Regions from separate parts of the Mus musculus genome. Here region 1 is linked to region 2. Evidence: chromatin contacts called from public promoter capture Hi-C data. All regions are on one chromosome and are shown on one strand. The core of a region is the stretch at or near the end of the contact, and the rest is flanking DNA. Distances in the headings are between cores, read along the strand shown.

What was found. Promoter capture Hi-C pulls out the DNA fragments that hold promoters and counts their contacts.
Region 1: a promoter capture Hi-C map of embryonic stem cells shows a contact between it and region 2, with 5 times the contacts expected there. The contact joins the promoter of Gpnmb here to the promoter of Zfp398 in region 2. A contact is called at or near these places in 2 of 39 promoter capture datasets (embryonic stem cells and liver) and 2 of 115 datasets of contacts at active chromatin or transcription factors (bone marrow-derived dendritic cells and embryonic stem cells).

What each region holds. Positions count from the first base shown.
Region 1 is chr6:49,034,872-49,040,941 of GRCm38.p6, reverse strand. Gpnmb (glycoprotein (transmembrane) nmb) reads right to left here and starts at 4,424. Exons shown (of 11, transcript NM_053110.4): 1 at 4,150-4,424. The coding sequence starts at 4,219.
Region 2 is chr6:47,832,746-47,839,061 of GRCm38.p6, reverse strand. Zfp398 (zinc finger protein 398) reads right to left here and starts at 3,401. Exons shown (of 6, transcript NM_027477.3): 1 at 3,142-3,401. The coding sequence starts at 3,165. It also overlaps a transcript of Zfp786 not described here.

The sequences.
Region 1 (6,070 bases), core at 3,175-5,674, 1.2 Mb before region 2:
GGCACTAGATTCCCTGGGACTGGAGTTCAGACAGTTGTGAGCTGCCATGTGGGTATGGGGAATTTAACCTCTGAGCCATCTCTCTGGACCCTACTCTCCCATTTTTTTACTTCTAGCCTGTATATTTTCTTATTTAATGTGAGGGTGTTTTTTGTTTTTAGCACATAGTTGTGCAACTATAAATCAAATCTGAAAATCTCTAACTTTTATCTGAAGCACTGAGGTAATGTACATATGATGTAATGACAGGCTTTCTGCATTTGAGCCTACCATCTTGATTTTTATCCATCTCCCCTTTTCCTGTCTCTTATCTATCCATCATGATGGATTTCCTATCCATCTTATCTATCTGTCTCTACGTTCTTTGCACGGAAAGAGGTGGATGTCCTGTTATTGTGTATGCCTCAGGTTTTTTTGGGGGGGGGGCAGGTGCCCCATATAGAATTTGGACTTGTGCCAAGCAGGCCATGCACCTATTAACCAGGCAAGCAATACAAATAGGATTGACTAGGAGTCATGGCACACGGGCTCTGTCATCAACAGGCTGTGTGATCTCAGGCCTTCAAATCAGACACCCCAAATCAGTGTCAGGACTGTTCCTACCTAGAACAGCCATTAATTGAGGAATGGGCACAAGGTTTATCAACAAACGTTTGTAAATGGAAGTTCACGTTGGAGATATGAGGGAAGAGTTAAGCTGCCTCCATTCAAACTAACTTTAGAGATGAACACATCTAGGTCTAGAGAGGTGGGATTTGCCAGGATCATCTTCAATCCGATGCAAAAGTGGATTCAGCTCCTTTCATGCCCAGAACAATCTCTTTTCACTGTTTCAGAGTCCACAGATTCTGAGGTAGACGCAATCAGAGCAAGGTCAGGCTGGTGTGTGACCCAGTGGTACAGTGCTTGCCTGGCCTGCAAGGGCCCTGGGTTTGAACTTCAGCACTACCAGAAAACGAAAAACAACAGCGACAAAATCGCACCCGATTTCTCCTCTGTTCCTAAAGTTCAGAAGTCAAAGAGAAAAACGGGGGGGTAGGGGGGGGCAGCGTGGGGCGGCGGGGACAGGGATGGATGGACAGGGAAGCCAAGAGCTGACCCGTTCAGTCTGCCCTGGCAGAGTTCACACGAGACACAAATTCGTTCAACAGAGGAGCTGGAAAGATGACTCAGTGGCACAGTACTCTAGTTTGAATTTTAGCAGCCATGTCCGGGGCTCACAAACGCTCCCGCTCCAGGAGATCTGGCGCCCTCTTGTGACCTCTGCAGGCACCACCATTACAATAAAATACGACTTTTTAAAGATTTAAAAACAGAGAAACCCTGTCTCAAAAAAAAAAAAAAAAATTAACCCAATAAAGAAAAGATACATTTTTTAAAAGAGCAGCAAACAGAGATGAAAACATAAGGATTTAGGATGAGGCAAAACTTCTTAGATGAACACCAAAAGTATAATCCATAAAAGAAAAACAATGATGTATGAAATTTTACTCAAGTAAGAAACTTCTGCCCTGTGACATCCAGTAGAAAGAAGTAAAGGAGAGTGGAGAAGACCAAACTTCCACCAATATTAAAAAGCAATTCTAATTTGAAAATGGGAACAGATATGAGAGAACACTTCAGAGAATGTATGGACACTGAATACTAGAGGATTGTTGACGAACCCCCCTGCAGACCTATGGAGCCACTACCACCAATTGGGCCACCACACACTTCTGGCAGGAACCTGAGAAGGCACAGCCACCCTGCTAAATTCTACAAAGACTCGACGTAGCGTAAGCATTATATATAACTTGTCCAAATTGTACTTTTTAGTACGAATCCGAGGGAAATGGACATGAGGAGTCGTAGCATCTTGAGCTGGAATAGCTCTCTGTCCTTTGGTGGGTGAGCGGTTAAAGTGGTACTTTATGACCATGGGCGACTACTCAGAAAGAACAAGGAACAACCTATTTGGTACAGCAATGTCAATAGATCTCCAGGGACTCACACTGAGGAGAAACCCAAGCCGATGTCTAAAGTTCATACGACTAAGTTCCCTTGTGTGGCATTCTGGAAATGCTAAGATATTTACATGGACAGACTCCTAGTGGCCAGGGATTGGAGCTGGGTAGAGGAGGGTATTTGGCTATAAAAGGGCATGGGTAAAGGTTGTATTGGAATCTGCCTGAATTATTCCTTTCAATTTCACATGAGTACACCGTTAGCCTAACACATGGAAGTTCAACTTACAACCAGACAAGCCCGATAATAAGCAAACTATAACGGGAAAATGGGGCGCGGGGGCAGAGTGGAGGTAACCCTGAGTTGGTTACCTTCTCTTCACCCCAACTCCTCATGTTCGGGCTGCTCACTACCTGCCTCCTATGGATTGCTAACCCCTACAGGGCTTGCTCATTGTGTCTGGAATATTTAGTACAGTATAAGATGAGCCCAAGAATGCCTGGGGCTTTGAGACTTCTATTAAAAGTCCATACCCTTCAAGTTCTGGCTACTGGTTGGGTTTTTGTTTTGTTTTTCCTTGGGGGGGGGGGTAGTTGGTTGGTTTTTTTTTTTTTTTTTTTCAAGTCAGGGTCTCACTATGTAGCTCAAACTGTCCTAGAACTCACTATGTAGACTAGGATGACCCCAGACTCACAGAGATCTACCTACCTCTGCTTCCTGAGTGTTGGGATTAAAGACATGAACCATTTATCCTGGCTTTGGCTACTGTTTTACCGACCCTCAAACTGTGGGTGAAAGGTCTTTGCTGGCTTTTCCTATTCTTATTCCTCTAGGTTATTATAACTTGTTGGCAGGAGGTATGGAGTGGGGTAGGGTGGGATAGGGGGAACAGAGGTGTGTAGCTCTGTCCTTAAAAATGCCATTGAATGTGTGTTCTGGCCACGTGCCCTTGCTAGCTGATCTCCCAAGACTCTATAGCCCACTTTTGTAAACGAGGAAAAGGAAATTTATTGAAGCTAACTCACTCATGGCCCAGCCTAGCAGTTGGCACATATTCAAGTCTGTCCTATCCCAAACCCTGGCAGGAAGAACTGCCAGGGAGAGGTGGCATGCTTCCCTACTGCCTGCTCTCTGTGTGACCTGAGCGAATTCCTGGCCCTCTCTGTGGCCTGTGGCCCGGTTTCTCATCTGGGGAAACTGGATAATTCCAAGGTCAGAGTCCCCTCTCTCTGTGAAGGCACCACACCTAGACACAAGATGGGCCGTTCCGTTTGTCAACCCGCTGCCTGCCATCTCTGGGTTTAAAATCCAAACTCAGAGGTGGAGTCTCAGGCAGGACGCCCCAAGTCTGGGGCATCACTGGCTTTGAGGATCCCTGGTTCGGGGCGCGGCTGTGATGGGGCTGGGCTGCTTGCCCTTTTGCCTGGCAATTCTTGGGTGCAGGGACCACAGCGGTTCCACTCTGCCTGGCCTGGGATCCACCCCAGCCAGGACAACCTACCCGAGGACCTGCCTTGCACAAGAGAAGGCAGGGGGTGACGAGATACTCCTCTCCTTTGGAACTGCCTGGCAACCAGCCAGGCGGCCACATTCGGGGTAAGGCAAGGTTCTGGACCGGGCTGGTCTCCGGCCCCTGGAAGTGAGGGGCCTTCTCTTTCCCCTGCTCACTAGCTCCGCTAAGAACAGGACAGCTACACCCTGGTCAGGACAAGGATGCTAGACCAGTATGTCCAACACTGAAAGATGCCTCTGCCACTCACTAGGAAGCTTTGTTAGTAGGGCCCCTGCCATAGAATCCGCCCAGGGTGGAGCCCCTCAGTATCTGCATAGAGTCCTCAGTATCTGCACTGAAGCAGCAGTTGGCCCTGCAGCGAGCAGAGGATGCGGTGGGATGGGGGAGTTCCGCAAAGTTAGCCAGAGCCTCATTTAAGAGCTCCGCCCTGTGAGCAGGAAGCAGATAAGGGTGATTTGGGAGACTTGCTTTATTCTGGGGTACAGGCTGTCCTCCCCTTCCAGCCTCAATCTGGCCAGAGTGGAAAAAGCTTCCAGGGGCCTCGTGGCTTTTGCTCTCCGTGAGTCCTAAGCAAAGAACACACTCCCAGCATTTGGAACAGACCCTGTCTGCGGACCCCCAAACTCCAGTCAAAGGGCCTGGCCCATCATTTGGGTCAACGAGTGTAAGCGCCCAGAGAGGACGGGACTCACGCTTGGCAGCCTGGAGAGGCAGTCCTGCAGCCAGCAGCAGAAATCCCAGGACCCCGCAGAGACTTTCCATGCTGACTCCGAGCGCCTGCAACCAGTCAGGGCTTGACTCTGACTCCCCAGTCCCATCCACCAGGAGTCACAGTGTCGGCCTCCTGCGATCCGCTCTGTTTTATGAAATACGGGGCCAGAGGGAGATCATGTGATGTTTTAAGCAGTGTGGCTTGATCTCCCAAATTCCATCGCTTAACAACTCGTGCTCATGAGTCACTTGCCCCTGGCATCTATTTATTGACTTCGGATGCACGGTGTTTTCATTTTGTGATGCCACATTTGCTCCTCCCCCCTTTCTCTCCCTCCCCCTCCATCTTTCCTAGCTTAAAGGGAGCTTTCTAACATCCTGTTCTGACATTCTTTACCAAACGAAACCTGGTCGTTGGTGGACTTTGTGGTTTCTCTTTTGTGTCACTTCGGTACTCACACTGAAACATCTTTCCAGAATCTGGACAGCCCGCGTTCTCTTCCCCCAGAACAGACAGATCCAAGGTATCATTTCAGTCAATGCCACTGTGCTGTGCATGCATGCATACAAACATTGCATGCTATGTCAGAAATTGCAAGTTCGGGACAGCCCACGGGCTTCAAGCAGAGGAGAAATGTACCCCAAAGCTAAAGTTTCTGGCATATCGACCTGGCTCTGCAGAATGCCCAGAACGAACTGCATCATTTTTGGTAACTTCTCTAAGATAGCTGCTCCAAGTAACTTCAGGCGACTTGTGGGAAGCACACTTGTATTGCCAAAGAGCAAGCATTAGGTGTGAAATCACCCGTCTCTGGAACATAAATGTCATGTGATTAAGCTGTTTCTGGTTGTAGACTGTGGAAACTTGGCCCTGTGACCCTCTCACTGTCAGGACACATCCCTAAGACTGTTTTCTGGGCAGGAGAAGTCTTGGTTGTGGCACACAGTGACTTACAGTCCATTGTAATTCAGGGACCAGAGCTCCTGTGGGGGAAAACCACGTGGAGCAGAAGTGGACGCAACCACAAAGAAGCAAAAGTCTCCAATGCAGAGGAGAAAGGGAAAGAACTGCTTTTGTGTAACATAAATCATATACAGAGCTCTGTCTGCTTGTTTACACACATGTAACCTTTCAATTAAAAATGAACACCCTCTTCTGGTGTGTCTGAAGACAGCTACCATGTACTCATAAGTAAAATAAACAAACATGTCGGTGAACTCCTTCAGTCCCAGCACTAGAGAGGCAGAGGCATCTGGATGTCTCTAAGTTCAAGCCCAGCCTGGTCCTACTTAGCAAGTTCCAGGGAAGCTAAGGCTACAGAGTGAGTCCCTGACTCAAAAACAAAACAAAAGTAAAAAAATCAGAAAAGCGAGCTTTTGTGCTGGTACGCTTGTTCAGTAGGTGAAGACATTAACCTACCAAGCTTGAAGATCTGAGTTTAATCCCTGGAACCTGTGTGGTGGGAAGAAGAAACTAACTTTTGCAAGTTGTCCTCTGATCTTCACACAAGAGCCGTGGCATGTGCCCTTATCCCCAACCCCCAAGCAAATGTAAAAACTGAAACAAGTTTTCAACTTTGGGCAAACCTCCTGGTAACACCTGAGGTGTTAGCACCCTTGGTCGCAGATACAGTTCTGGTTTGCATTTTTGGTTAGATAAGTGATCTTTGTCTTTAAGTAAATTGGATATTAAGCTCTTCTTCAATAAGTCTTTGTTTAGGAAGTTGCAACAATTAAATTATCTTTTACTTTGTGCCTTCCTTGCCCCATCATCAGAGTTGGTAGCCACTAGGCAGAAATGAACAAGAAATGGGAACATCATCTTCTTCATCATCATCTTCATCACCATCATCACCATCATCACTATCATCTCCTCTTCTTCTTCCTCTTCCTCCTCTTCTT
Region 2 (6,316 bases), core at 2,152-4,651:
ATGCTGTCAGCATACACCAATGGTCAGTGCTCAGTGGGGGCACTTGACACTATCTAGTACCTTCCAGGCTTCTACAAACTCTCAAACTAATGTGAAACAATAACTAGAAAAGAGCTGAGCAATCAGCCAGTGAGGTGGCTTAGCAGATAAAGGCACTTACAGCAAATAAAGCCTGATTATCTGAGCTCAATCTCTGAGATCCAAATGTCAGAAGAAGAGAATCAAGTCCCCCAAGTTGTCCTTTGCACTGAGGAAACTGAGTTAGAAGAACTGCTGTTAAGTTTCAGTCCAGTCTGGCTATAGAGTGAGTACCAAGGCAGCAAGGGCTACGGATAGCAAGACCTTAACCCCAAGTCCTGATCCGCACCCCCCCTTCCCCAAATCTAGTTAAAATACATATTTTCATTCGGTGAATGTGAAAAGGAGATGGTGTACTTTAAGTGAGCTCTTAGGTCATGGATGCTGCATCTACTGATTCAGGGAGCACACAGGGAGGGCAGAAACTTATCCAGATAGCACCCTTACTCTCCAGAGATGACATGATATCTTACTGTAAGTAAACTGAAATAGGCCAGGTGGTAGTAGCACACACTGTTATTCCCAGCACTAGGAGGGCAGAGACAGGTGGATCTCTGTAAGTTCAAGGTCAGCCTGGTCTACAGAGAGAGTTCCAGGGCAGTCAGGGATACAGAGAAAAACCCTGTCTTCAGAAGAAATAGAAAAAGGAAATTGAAATAATTAGACCTAAACTCTTTTACTCCTCCCCACATCAAGCCTATTAGAAAATGCTTTCTTTCTTTTTCAAAGAAAGATGTTTCATTTTATTTAAAGCAAGTCTCTCCACTTGAACTCTGAATACCAGCCCTCCTAACTTATAAAGTACACTAAAAAGCAAACCAAAAACAAAACAAAAGACAGCTGGTGCGATGGCACATGCATTTGATTCTAGCACTTACAGAGGCAGAAATACTTCTGTGAGTTCAAGCCAGCCTGATCTACACATTGGTCAGTTAGGGTTACATAGGTGAGACTCTGTCTCAAGAAGACCCAGTAGAAGTAGTAGTAGTGGTAATGGTGGTAGTGGTAGCAGTAGCAAAAAACTGTCAACAGTAATAAAAAGTTGTCAATGAAGTGCTCAACAGAAATGAGGCAGTGCCCAAATCCCAAGGCTCAGTGACCATTGAAGAAAAAGGGCAGCAAGACTCTGAAATCCAGAGTTGGACTGGATCCAAAGAGTTTCTTCGGGACATGACAGGACTACTGCACTCATGAACTCTTATCAGCTATGGCCGCCTGCATGAAATCAAGCAAGTCAACACTATAGCATTGAAAGGGACAGGGGCATGAGCTCCCACTCATAACTGCAGAGTTACAGACAACTGATAGCTTCTGGGGAAGAGAAAACCCAATTTTTAAGGTTGTGGCCCCTGGTAAATCAACCAAACTCCAGTGGATGCCCTACACCAAGGAGTATATGAGAAGTACCTCATGGATCATTTTTTAAAAAGGACACAAAACTGGGGACACTATGAGGGAGGGAGGAGTGAATCTGAGAGGAGTTAGGAGCAGTAGGGTGAAATGGTCAAAATACACTCTATTAAATTTTCAAAGAATAAAAATATTTTTAAATCATTTAGATTTATTTATGTGTATCTGTATCCTGCCTTCATGTAAATATGTGACAACATCTACATGCCCAGTGCCCTCAAGGGTCAGAAGAGGGCATCAGATACTTTGGAATTAAAGTTACAGATTGCTGTTAGTCACCATGTGAATGTTAGGAATCAACTCGGGGCCCTCTGCAAGAGCAACTGGTACTTTTAACTGCTGAGCTATCTCTCCATAACCCCTAAAAAGATTTCTTAAAATTAAAATTAAAAATATCAGTATTTCCAAATTCTTCTTCATAAAACAGTCTTGCCCTGGTCAGTACCAAAGTCACTGAGTCCAAGTGATTATTGAGGACTTTAAATGTGCTCAGTTCAATTGAGATGTGTTGTGTTTAAAATCTCATTAATAGTTTTATAATATTACTATTAAAATATTTTTATACTTTGAGCTAAATAACATTTCACTGAATTAACTGAAATTAATTTCCTCTTTCTTTTTACTTTTTTTTTTACTTTTTTCTTTTCTTTCTTTCTTTTTTTAAAGACACACACTCTGGCTATTTGGCCAAGCATATACTAAAATTTCTGATTCTCCTATTTTAAACTCCTCTGTGAGCCACCATGTTACCATCATGGTTTAACCTCCTAAACATGACTACTAGAGAACTAAAAGTATGTGACAGTTTTCAGCATGGCATATACCTATAGCATACACCATGGGCTCTACTATCTTTTTTAAGGGTTGGGGGAAAATTAAACTTGAAGGGTATTCCCCTCTACTCCATTCCCCGCCCCTCCCCGCTGCTCCCCTGGTTTCTTCTTTCTTTTTTACTTCCTATCTACTCCTCTGCAGACCTGCCTGACTTCTGACTTATTTAAAAAGTCTCTTTGAGCTGACCAAAGCCTTCTTAGGTGGCAAACAAAAGCAATACTTTCCAATCAGAACGTTCTGTTAAACGACCATCCCCTCTTCCTTAATGGCTGTGTGCAGGGACTGTGCGGGTTGTCCTGGTAGCCCTGGCATCTCTGGTGCATGCACGGCTGGGCCCACTGCAGGCCTGCAGCAAACAAGCACACGCACGACTGCACTACTGGCTAAGCCTGCGCTCGGTCGGCCTTCCAAGGTCCCCGCGGCGCCACAGCCTGCCCTCCCGGGCGCGCGAGGCTGTCTGTCCTCACGCAGTCCATAAGGACACACCTTGGCTTTTACCTTCCCCGCCACGCAGGTGACTGTCCTGCCGCACCTAGCAACGACAGCTCTCGCGGCTGTACAGAATGGCTGGTGGATTGCAAAAACACCTCGAGCCCACTTCCCCGTTCCGCGGGCTGACGCGGAGCACCGCGGCGCGTGTAGGTTAGAAACTGCAGACCCTGGTCCCGCGGCGTCGCCCGGCGCTGCGGTCCGCGGTGGCCTTGCGGGGCAAACGACAGCCGCAGACCCACGCGGGCCACAAGGCCCGCTGCCGTCCCCAGCTCCCTCGCCTCCCCCGAGGCCCGGGTGACAGAGACGCCCGTCCATCAGCGCCCTTACCGGAGCGGCGGTCGCCTCAGCCATGGCCCTCCGCTGCCCGGTCCTGTCCCGGGAGTCGCCACCACACGCAGGCCCGGCTGCTCAGTGCTCTCGGCAGACGGCGAGAAGCGGTCTCGCGTTGCTCGCTCTGACAGGACTCGCGCGGCAATCGGGCTTCCGGGGGCGCTGGGACGCAGAGGAGCTGAGTAGCGAGCAGCCTACGCCGCACCGGCTGCAGCCGCCCCTCAGCTGGCGCTTTGTGGGCAGCGAGTACTGCAGGCGCTCTGCCGGCCTAGACGCGCCCCCCTCCGGTCGGTCCTCCCGGGACAGCGCGCCCCCTGGCGGCCCCCGCATCCGGAGCGCCTTCCCAGAGGTCAGCTTCTGAGAAAAGAGTTTTGGTGAACGCAGATCCAACCTACTCGGGTTTCCCATCCATCTGAGAAGACCCAGCAGATGCTACATAGTTTAAGAGCCAGGGAGCGGTGTCCAGGCTGGACGATAGTGTAATCGGCTACCAGAGTGAGCTAGGTGGGAATGATGGAGTTATATCGTTCGTAGAAATTACAAATATGACTTGTATTGGCACCAGAGATTCTGATTATTTTGATTATTGTCTCACTTGGGCTTGGATGAGAAGTAGAATTTTTATAAAGATTTGTTTCTTTTAATTTTATATGTATAAATGTTTCTCTACACTTGGATGTCTACTGCCTATGGAGGCCGGAATAGGATGCAGGATAACCTGGAACTGGAGCTACACACACAGTTGTGAGCCAAACCCAGATCCTCTGCCGAGCTCACTCACCAGCACCGACAAGTGGACTACTTGAGCCAACAGAAATAAAGCTTGTGGTTAGATTTGCTGGATCTGGACTAAGGACCAACAAAAGACAGAGTTGTGTGTTTAACAGCTTGTGTGGCAGAAAGATAATCACACAGCCATAACTTTCCAGTATTTCTCTTTTTTCAAACATGTATGAACCAAAGTCTTCTCAGACATTTATCTCAGTAAATGAAATGAATCCATTCAATGCCCTCAACAGTAGACTGTCTATAGTGCCCCCACAGTATAGGGATCTTCCTGCTGGGCCACTACCACTTGAGTGTACTGTGAGTCTTTATAGTGTACATACAAAGCAATATCTTGTGTATACTTTGAGTCTACTTGAGCATGAACTGTGGTCAGATGGTGCATAGTTGGGAGTTAAAACTACCGTTCTCTAAACTAGAACATCACTATAATGGAATGAACTAGAAAAAGAAGAAAGAAGAGGAGGAGAAAGAAAGAGAGAGACAGAGATAGAGAGAAATAATTGACCTCAGGAAAATAATTAGTGATTTTATTATTAAAAGACATAATTTTTAAATGTGGCCTTCGGCCTGGCAGTGGTGATGCCCATCTTCAGTCCCAGCACTTGGGAGGCAGAGGCAGGTGAATCTGTATAAGTTTGAAGCCAGCTTGGTCTACAGAGTGAGTTCCAGGAAAGCCAGGGCTACACAGAGAAACCCTGTCTCAAAAACAAAAACAAAAAACAAAAAACAAAACAAAACAAAACAAAACAAAACAAAACAAAAAAAGGCCTTAGAAAGCAAGAATAAAGCCTGATATGATGGTACTTGCTTTTAATCCATGCACTAGGAAGCAGAAACAGGAAACTTTCTGTAAGTTTAAGGCCAGCCTGGACTCCAAAGCAAGTTCTAGGTCATTTGGAGCTCTACAGTGGAACCCTGTTTTAAGGGGGTGGGTGACTAATTTCCAAACTCTCTGTTTCCCTCCTAGTTGTCAGATGCTCCTATGGATATGAAACATGAACATTTGTATGACTAAACAATCCTTAATCCTTTAACTTTTTGAGGCATGTAGCCCAGGTAGTGAAGGATGACTGTGACCTCCTGATCTTCCTGCCTCTACCTCCCAAAGGTTGGATAAGCAAGACACATTCAACTGAGCCCCACCAAGCATCAGGGCTAGCTCTGTCTGTTCAAAATAATGATGCCATCACCAAGCTGTTAAATGTTTCATCCTCTAAAACAGTGGTGTAGAGAGAATATCTTGTGTATTGTATGCATATATCACCTGTCAATTAAAAAGCCTATGGCCTTAAATAGGAGGTAGAACATCCAGGAGGCAGAAAGGTTTCTGGGTATGAGATTTGTCCAGGACGACGTGATGAGGGATGTATGAGGGATGCTTCTTCTGGTCTCCACCTCCTGCATTCACATGATGCACAGAAACTTACAAAACCTCACACACATAAATAAAAAATGAATCTGAAAACAAACAAAGAGGACTGGAGAGGTGGCTTGGTGGTTAGCAGCACTTGTTGCTTTTGCAGAGGACTTGGGTTCTATTCCCAACACCTACAAGATAGCAACAACCATCTGTAGCTTCAGTTCCAGAGGACCTGACATCCTTTTCTGGCCTCCAGGGACACTTCATACACATGAATACAGACATATAGGCAGGAAAACCAAGACCCATAAAATAAAAATGAGTATATCTTTTAAAGAGAGACTTATATATATCCTCATGTTACAACATATAATTGTAGTCCGGGGTTGACACCTCAGAAAAGTGAAAGCATATGCTTACCCAGAGACCTCCAGTGGTTGTTTGTATTGGCTTTTGTGCCAGCTAGAAAGTTAAAACAGCCAAAATGTCCCACAGAGGAGAATGGTTGCTTAAACTGGCAAGTTTATTTTTGTTTTTGTTTTTGTTTTTTTGTTTTGTTTTGTTTTGTTTTGTTTTGTTTGAGACAGAGTTTCTCTGTGTAGCCCTGGTTGTCCTGGAACTCACTCAGTAGACCAGGCTGGCCTTGGACTCAGAAAACCAACAGCTTCTGCCTCCCAAGTGCCTTTAAGCCCAGCACCCAGAAGGCAGAGGCAGGTGAATCTCTATGACTTTAAGACCAGCCTGGTCTGGATTGTGAGTTCCAGGCCAGCCAAAGCTAAAGATAGTGACTGTCTTGGGGTTGGGGCAGGAGAGAGTTGCAACATAATCTAATTGTCCCTGTAAGTATATTCTTTTTCTTTAACTAATACTTTGATGCCTGCCCATGTTGCCAGAATAAGACTCATTTTCTACTTGAGGAGTGGATTAAAGAGAAATCTGGGGGAAATTATACCTCGCTGCTTCTCAAACTCATTACTTCATCCTTGTACTATTAAGGCCACTTTTAATGGTAACAATTTAAAA